2 separate regions of the Mus musculus genome follow, and region 2 is linked to region 1. The links are chromatin contacts, called in public HiChIP or PLAC-seq maps. All regions are on one chromosome and are shown on one strand. The core of a region is the stretch at or near the end of the contact, and the rest is flanking DNA. Distances in the headings are between cores, read along the strand shown.

Region 1 (4,026 bases), core at 920-3,419:
CTTGATAAATATTTGATGTTGAATACACTAATAAGTCTAACTTCCTCATTGTACTCTGGATACATATAAAATTGCATGATGTGTTTCATAAATATTTATGTGTTATAATTCTAATTATGCTAATCAATGACCAAAGATGATAATAAACAATAAAAATTAAATAAAAATTTAAACCTTTAAAACAATAAATAAAAGTCGGTTGCAGCTAGCAAGTAATTTTAGATTATTGTAAAACTATTTTTACACAATCCTATCCTCATGTTATATAGAACAATACTGAAATAAAGTGAAAAAAAGTTTTTAAAAATATGTGCGAAGTTTGAGAGATACACAGTGGTTTTCATGCAGATATTTCTACTTGCTTGAGAGAGGAAATCTGGTGTATCAAGGATCTTATGTCTTCACAGTCGAAAGATGAGTTAAGCGCCTGGGAGTCTTATGCAGAAAACTGTACCTGTTGTATTTTCTCGCCTCTTCAATCTTCTACTTTTAGCTGCTCAACTGGCAGAATCAGGAGGTTTTTGTGTCACGTCTATACTCCAGTCTTTCCGGACACACAATTCTTACCAAGCAGTTGGGAAACTTTTGCAGATCAGGGCAAAAGCTTCTCTTCTTTCTCATCCAAGGAAGCTCCCTGAATTTGTTCCCCAGGTAGTGTGGCATTTAGCAAAAGGCATGCTTTATCTCTGTCTAGGCTGGGGATTTCAGGTACAGGAGGCCTTTGTACAACTCTAGACAGGATCTTGAAATCTTCTGCCTTAGAGACTGCAAAATCTCATCTGTTTCCATCTCCATTATTTCTGGTGGAAAGGAGAGACTGGCTTGCTGGTCTGAGGAAAGGGAACACTGTGGTTAGGAGCTGGGGACAGTAGTACTCACCTCTAGAACACCTGGAGCCCCACCCTGCTAGCCTCAAACCATCTCAGATTGTACAGATTTTCTGTCCTGTGCATAAATTATGTTCTGAGAACGATATATAAGAAAGGAAAGTTCCATGTATAAATAATGATAATGGTTCTTTTCCCTACATTGCCTACATGACTACTAACAATGCTTCTCTTGTTGGGACTGAGGGGGTAGTAACTTCGACAGGAGCCAGGGTCCTAGGAGACACAAGAGAACTCCTTTTGTCCCATGTATGTGAATTATCACCACCGGGTCCCAGGCTTCCACTTCAGCTCAACTGGAGACCAGACTGTCTGTGCATAGCCCAATGTCCCACATGAGAACGATATATAAGAAAGGAAAGTTTCATTTATAAATAATGATAATGGCTCTTTTCCCTTTTGAATAACAGGCAGTGGGCTGAGTAACATAGGTAGTTAACCATAGCTTTTATTCTTCTTTTTTTAAATCTCAGTGCACATTACTCAAATTCAATCCTGAATTGCATGCTGAAAGAAAGAAAAAGAAAGAAAAAGAAAGAAGAGAAAAAGAAAGAAATAAAGAAAAAAGAAAAAAAAATGCTTCTTCTATTGAAAATATAGAAAGAGAATTCAATTTAAATTTCTGAATAAGCACACACACACAAATGATTCTAGCAATCAAGTAAACACGGAAATAAATATACTTTTAAAAACACATTTCTACTTTTACTCAGTAGATTATAAAAAATATGAGGTACCCTTGAAACCTTAACTCTCACTTACTACTAATGTCTGCTTGCTTAATTATCACGTTTCAAGGGCTATTGTGCTTCTGTGCTTTCAAAGTGAGCCTTGAGGTTCATGGTTTAGATAGAGTGTTTGTCTCTGATGTTTCCTCTAAAGAATTGCAGTTATTCTCTACTGTTAGGTGACTGAAAAAGAGAAATATTTGTTAGAATGCTGTTTGCTGACCACCTCTACTACTAAAGGAAAAATATATGGCACAGTATTGTCTACATGTTTATACACAGTTAAGATTATTTCATGACCTGTTGCTTTATACTACCAATGAAAGTAAATGGTGTGACTTGGTGTATATGTGTACATATAGTATATATAGTTACAATATTTCATGAACTGCTTACTTATTTAAAAATGTCTTCTGTAACACCCCCAAGCCTGAAGCAGGCTGATCCAGACCTTGACCTTGCTGCCACTAAGGAGATTACCTAGGGTGGAGCCTTCCTCCCTAGATCACTCTATTGTTCAGCCAAGGCCTCTGTTCTTGTTCAAGACATTGCTACCTGCTGAGAGGCCCCTGAGCTATTTGGGAGACTACAGCCTGTCCTGCACTTTGTGACCTGCAGCTGGTTCCAAGCACCAAGAATGGATTAGCGGGAGATGGCCCTCACCCACTTTATAAGCACATTTGCTATTAAACATTTGAGCTTTGATCAGGAACCCTGACTTAGCTAGTTTCTGTCTTTTCAGCTCCAGTTTGCCTCCCAGGAGTAACCCTGGTCCATGTGAGCCAGGGGAGGGCTCCCAACAGTCTTCAACTCTCAAATTACTGGCATTTACTCAAAAGAAAAATTTCTCCTTCTATGTAATCTTCATATTTCCAAAACTGCTTGCCTAATAGTTTAAATAAACCACAAAACACTATTTGCATTTTCAAAAGGATACTTACAATATTATACATTTTATTTTTATCATTCTCTAATTACACTGCATATTTAACCTCTAAATCATAGTTCAGGAAAACATCATCTTTTAGTAGGGGAATTAAATATACTAACGTCACTGGAATCATCCAAACTGTGCAATCCTGGTGCATATCTTAACTAGGGATGCTCAAAATGGCTGTTGAGTGTTGTAAGTATAAAGGAAGCTTGAAGCACTGCATTTTCACCTTCTATAAAAGACACACATTTAAATGGGATTTATGGTCAATAAATTGAATCAAGCCATTTACAAAGCATTACTTTCATGCTCTTATTGATAGATGTGAATGATCTCTTTATCGTGGTTGTTATTGTACCACAGTAGAGAAATCTAAACAGATAGATACCATTTTCTCTAAAAACAAGATCAATTTCACTTCTTTGTCAGTTTCTAAATTGTATTTGTCAATTGTAAGCGAAATTATGGTGATAAATGATCACAGACCTTGACCTTTCATTACTCTAAGGCCACCATGCTAAGGAACAGGTTGTTGTCTTCAGGTTTCCCTGATTTGTTTCAATTTACCAATTCTGGAGTTGACTGCTCAGGGTAATGCCACTGCCTGGAAATGCTTCTGAGACTCCAATACTTATGCTGAAAGTGCTATAGCTAACTTCTAAGATTTTCACTCCTCATATCACTCTGTTTTTGTGTGATCTTTAGGTCATGTTGTTTCAAATATGCAACTCTATAGATAGATTTGCAAATGACTTTGTCTAACAGCACCTGGCCATTGTACTTAGTAATAACTTTTATTCATTGTGTTTAGAACATTAAGTTAGACACTTTTTTACTCAAATTGATGAGGAAGAATTATTTTTGCACATATCATTAACTTCCCAGGTTTTAAGCCCAATATTCTGAAGAAAGCAACATTGGACTTTGCTAGGTTCTCTGTATTTCATTGTTCCTATGATATTTATCACATCTTGTTATTAGTCTCTCTAGAAGTCAACAATTAGATGAACTCCTGATATCTTAGCAGTTTAATTTCTAGAAAACTGAATGCAACACCCACACTTTCTCAAATAGATAATTATGTTATAATAATGGAAAATGCATATGGATGTCAGAAATGCCAGGATACCAAGAATGAAATGCAAAATATTCATTTTCACTTCATGTTTTAACCAACACCTTAGATTTTGAAATCATGCATCCATAATCATCAGTTTTGTGACTCCATTTTTAAAGGTAGATAGATAAATTAATAGTGTTTTCCCAGCAATATATTAGAATTATTCAAACATTCTTTTAATACACAAATTATGTGTGTTTCTCTAGGCTTCTTGCCATTCTCATGGAAATAACTACAATTGCTAGACTGTATTTAGGAATCAGAATCTACTGTCATTAAGCTATGTTTGGTGAATGGTTACATGGATGATTTTACATACTTGGCAAGCATCACTATATCGATTTGCAGAGCAGATGT
Region 2 (4,026 bases), core at 861-3,360, 560 kb after region 1:
GAAAATAGCCGACAGTCAAAGCAAATAGAAGCCCATGCATTAAAAATTGAAGCTCTGCTTTATCCCTGTGGTGGGTTTCCTACTGCAGTCTATTCTAGTCTCTGTCACAGGGTGTCTCAAAAGTCCTTTCCCAGCAGAGCAGTTTGTAGGGACATCTAGTGGTAATAGTGTCTGAGCTCCTGTGCCAATGCTAAAAGCTTTCATTTATTTATTTGAATTATACAGGAGAATCTGGAATGTGGGTATAAATGCTTCATGCAAAATTGTTAAACATAGTACAACTATATTCTGATACTTGGAGGTTTGACAAAATTTGTTTTAAATAGAGTACTGTTTAGAATGAAATACTGCAAAACAGAACTTAAAGTCCTGTTTATATTGAGTGGGCTTGTGAAGGTGTCACACACTAATACTCTAAAAGAGATATCCTAAGATTTCAGCCTAATAATTGAGACAGTTCACAACCTATCAGAAATTATACTGCTTTAATAATCATTACAAATTAGGTTGCTGATAAGACTCAGTATTTTCATCCTGAAGGTTTACGGCTATGATTGATATTAACATGTAAATTTAAATATTCACAATTTTAAAGAATAAAGTTGATTTTACACTTTAAAATAAAGTTCATACATTGTGATGTCAGATTATAGGATAAAGAACTCAATGAAGGGATAGCAAGTGTTACTTTTAAGTGATTTTGAGCCCAGTAGCTGTCATTCCTATGACAGAATATGCAAACTTAATTTTGTTCTAAGATTTTCATCAACTGACATCACAGATTACGTCACTCTTTTCTCCCTCGAAGAGCACCCAAACTTACAGGAAATAAACACTGCTTCAAAAAAGTGTTTACGGCTTAGCTAGAATACATATACTCATCATATTTATGTAGAAGAAATATTAAAATCATTAAAATTTCCAAAAGGTTGAAATAATTCACTACCTCTATATAAGCCCTTGAAATTGAACATACATGGATGCTGTGAAGAACTCTTTATAGACAAACACATAAAATACTACCCCTGGAATCTATTAATATCAATCGCGTATAATCAGACTATAACCACAATAAGTTCCCATTAGTGAAAACTGAGAGACTTCTATGTATGTTTAAAACATAATTTCAGAATAGAAAAATTAAAATTCACTTGCATGGCCAAACTGGCCATCTAAGACAGTTTGAAGCGAATGAGCAGCCTGCTCTGGGCCCCTAACTCAAAACAATTTTCCTTTGCTCCTTGTGAAGGCTGCAGGCCTTAAATTCTTAAAACGTAAAACACATCCTATGAATATACAGACCTCCTTTAGGGGAGGAAGTTGTCTGGTTTCCTGGTAGAAGCCAGTCATACTTACTATAGAGTTGATCAGCAGTTCATCAGGTGAGTCCTCAAGTAAAGTGTCATGAGACACTGCCTCTATTTCGGTTCTTTCCAGATTTCTAGTTCGCTTAGGGTATTCATTTTTCTCTCTGCTCAATCACTCCGACATACTTAGAAAAAGTGATTCTTTAAAAAAAAAAGATAAAAATAACACACTCTTTATAGCTAGGATGAGCCACTCCCTCCAGGGTCCCTTACTGGAGACAACTCACACTGCCACAAAGACTCTTCCAAAGGGCAGAAGCATTTGGGCAAACGGCTACCGGTAAGAGTCATCTGTCCCTGATCGCCACCAAGCCTAACACTGTCAGGGTTATTTCCAGCCCTTCCTTTCCGAGAAGACGAGTGCACACTCCTACGCTCCAGTTGCGCACATGGTCCAAGACTCCTCTGTCTCCACGAATGTGACATCTAAGGGGGTTCTGGCTATGCCTCCAGAGCCCAGGGACGCCTTCGCCCTCGGCTGCCACCTACCGGCCACTGGGCTCCTGCTTCGCCCCGGGCCATCATGTCTGCTGCAGCTTGGCTCGCACCAGCGGCGCGACAATAAACAAGTGCCGCGGACCGGGCCCTGCACCCGCTACCCAGCAGATGTGACTGCCTTCTCAGATCCCATGAGAGAAGACGTGACTTTTTCTTAGTTTCTTTCTCTTTTTCTTTCTTTCTTTCTTTTTTTTTTTTCTTTCTTTCTTTTTTTCTTTTCTTTTTTTTTTTTTTTTTTTTTTTTTATAGAGCGTCCAAGCTGCCAGGACATGCCACAGGCATAGAGCAACGCTGCTCCTACCCCCCTTGGACCCCTCAAAGGATGTCGGAGATAAAGAGTTGCAAATAATGAGGATCGTGCGCCGCATCTGGGGAGGGATAGCAAAAATCCGCTGCAAACCCCGGGAGCGGTGAAGCCGCCAAGAGGATGCGGGAGCCTTTCAAATACTAATTAGGGGCCGCGATTGCAGGTTTGCCTTGGGGACAGAGGCATCCAGGGTCCGGTGGTCCTGGCGTTTGGGGGAGAAGAGCGCAGCGGAGGAACCGCCGCCGAAGCAGCCCGGGGGCCAGTACCACCTTCTCTCGCCCCCTCACTACCATGTACAGTGTGCGCTGCAAGAAGAAGGCGGGCGATGAACGCACACCCTCGAGCCCCACTCCTTCTGGTTCGTCCTGGGGCGTGCGACACTGACTAGGGGGGAATGTGGTGAAGACGCCGACCCGGAGAGGCTAGGGGGGAGGGGAGGGCGGCCCGCGCGATCCCAGGCCGGAGGGTGCCAAGAGCCCGAGGCGGCTGGAGGGGGCGGCTGCCATCGCTGGGTCGGAGAAAGTTGCCCCCAGTGCAGATGGGAACAGTAAGTACCGGCCGGGTCAGGGGGGTACGGCGAGGGGGCCCTGAGATCTGGGGATCGCGCGTGGGAGCGATGGTGCGAGCGAGCGTGAGTGAGAGCGGGTGCGAGCGAGCGCTCGACCAGGCTGACCAGCACGTTGAGCAGGCGACGGGGCCGGGCAGCCCGCTCCGCGTCCCCCTCCTCGGTCTCCCCACTTCCCCTCCCCACTGCGCCCTCCCCGCCCTGCCGGCTCCGGCTCCCAGCCTCAGCCGCGAGCTGCCTTTCCAGCGAGTCGCCGGCCGTCCCCTCCCCCACACCCCACACCCCACTACCCGCCCTGGCTACCGCGGAGAGCGCCAGGGAGAGCCCTTCGGGGAGCCCCGGAACCCGCGGTCGCCACCGCGGCGGCGGCCCGGGGCTAGCGGCGCGGCGTCCGGGTGCCGCTTCCCTCTGGCTGCTCAGCCTGCACGGCTGGCAGCCTTCTGTGTCTGCCTAGGCTTCCAAAAATCGGTGCACACCCCAAAGAGGTGTTTTTCTGAAAGGGTCGCTATGATGACTGGGCCCCTGAGATGTGAGACCGGGTAAGTCCGCGGTTTACTTTGCAAAAGAGGTTTTCTGTGTGTGTCTGGGTGGTATGGCGAAGTGGCTTTCTTTCCATCTCTTCCCTCCCCTTCTTCCTCCCTTTACCCTTCCTTTGCTTTGGGGCGGGGTGGGGGAGGGGGAGCCTCGCGTCCTGGAACTCCGGTTGCCTCTGCCCGAGCGGTGGTTCCAGCAGCTGTGCCGGGAGCCACCGGTCGGGCCTGGGTTTGGGCTCCAGCCGGAGCGGTTCCATGCTGCTTAATGCAGGGATACGGCAGGCAGTGATCCAGGCTCTAAATTCTTTGGGAGCGAACAAACACTGCCCCCACCCCCCGTCCCCGCCCTCTACCTTTTTTTTTTTCTTTTTCTTTTTCTTTCTTTTTTCTTTTCTTTTTTTTTTCTTTTCTTTTTTAATAAAACGAGAACGTGTGATGCACCCCGCGATTTTACATCGGCGCTGCTTTTCCCAGTCAGTCTGTTAGCATTCCCAGCCCATTCAACTTTATTTTCTTAAATCTTCTGTCTCCTTTGATGGCTGGGGGCGACAGGGGAGGGGGCGAATGGAGAGGAGGTTTGGAAAAGGCTGTTCGACCCTGGCTAACCAGAACTGAATTAAAGTTGTAAACGTTCGAATTTAATACTGGCTGGGCACAATTTACAATGGTCTCAGAGATGGGGAAGGAGGTGAATGGGGGCGGGGAAGCACGGCGAGGGAGGGGGAGGGGATCCAATCCAGCTGAATGGACGTGCAC

Evidence for each region. HiChIP or PLAC-seq counts read pairs in DNA pulled down with a chosen protein or histone mark.
Region 2: an H3K27ac HiChIP or PLAC-seq map of embryonic stem cells shows a contact between it and region 1, with 8 times the contacts expected there. The contact joins the promoter of Slitrk5 here to the enhancer-like site in region 1. A contact is called at or near these places in 9 of 39 promoter capture datasets (cranial neural crest, embryonic stem cells, hippocampal neurons and 2 more), 6 of 484 Hi-C or Micro-C datasets (cerebral cortex, cortical neurons, embryonic stem cells and 1 more), 14 of 115 datasets of contacts at active chromatin or transcription factors (astrocytes, craniofacial prominence, embryonic hindbrain and 5 more) and 2 of 9 other capture datasets (embryonic stem cells and pancreatic islet).

What each region holds. Positions count from the first base shown.
Region 1 is chr14:111,114,627-111,118,652 of GRCm38.p6, forward strand. No RefSeq gene overlaps it. Among named protein-coding and RNA genes, the nearest start is that of Slitrk6, 360 kb to the left of the region's middle. Within about 2 kb of position 2,170, at least 3 of the 459 cell types and tissues checked have an H3K27ac peak or open chromatin away from gene starts, as enhancers often do. A contact at or near this core is called in embryonic stem cells, where this site is marked.
Region 2 is chr14:111,673,005-111,677,030 of GRCm38.p6, forward strand. Slitrk5 (SLIT and NTRK-like family, member 5) reads left to right here and starts at 2,111. Exons shown (of 2, transcript NM_198865.1): 1 at 2,111-2,719. It overlaps Gm30439 (a long non-coding RNA gene), which reads right to left and starts at 2,508. Exons shown (of 4, transcript XR_001781455.2): 1 at 1,357-2,508.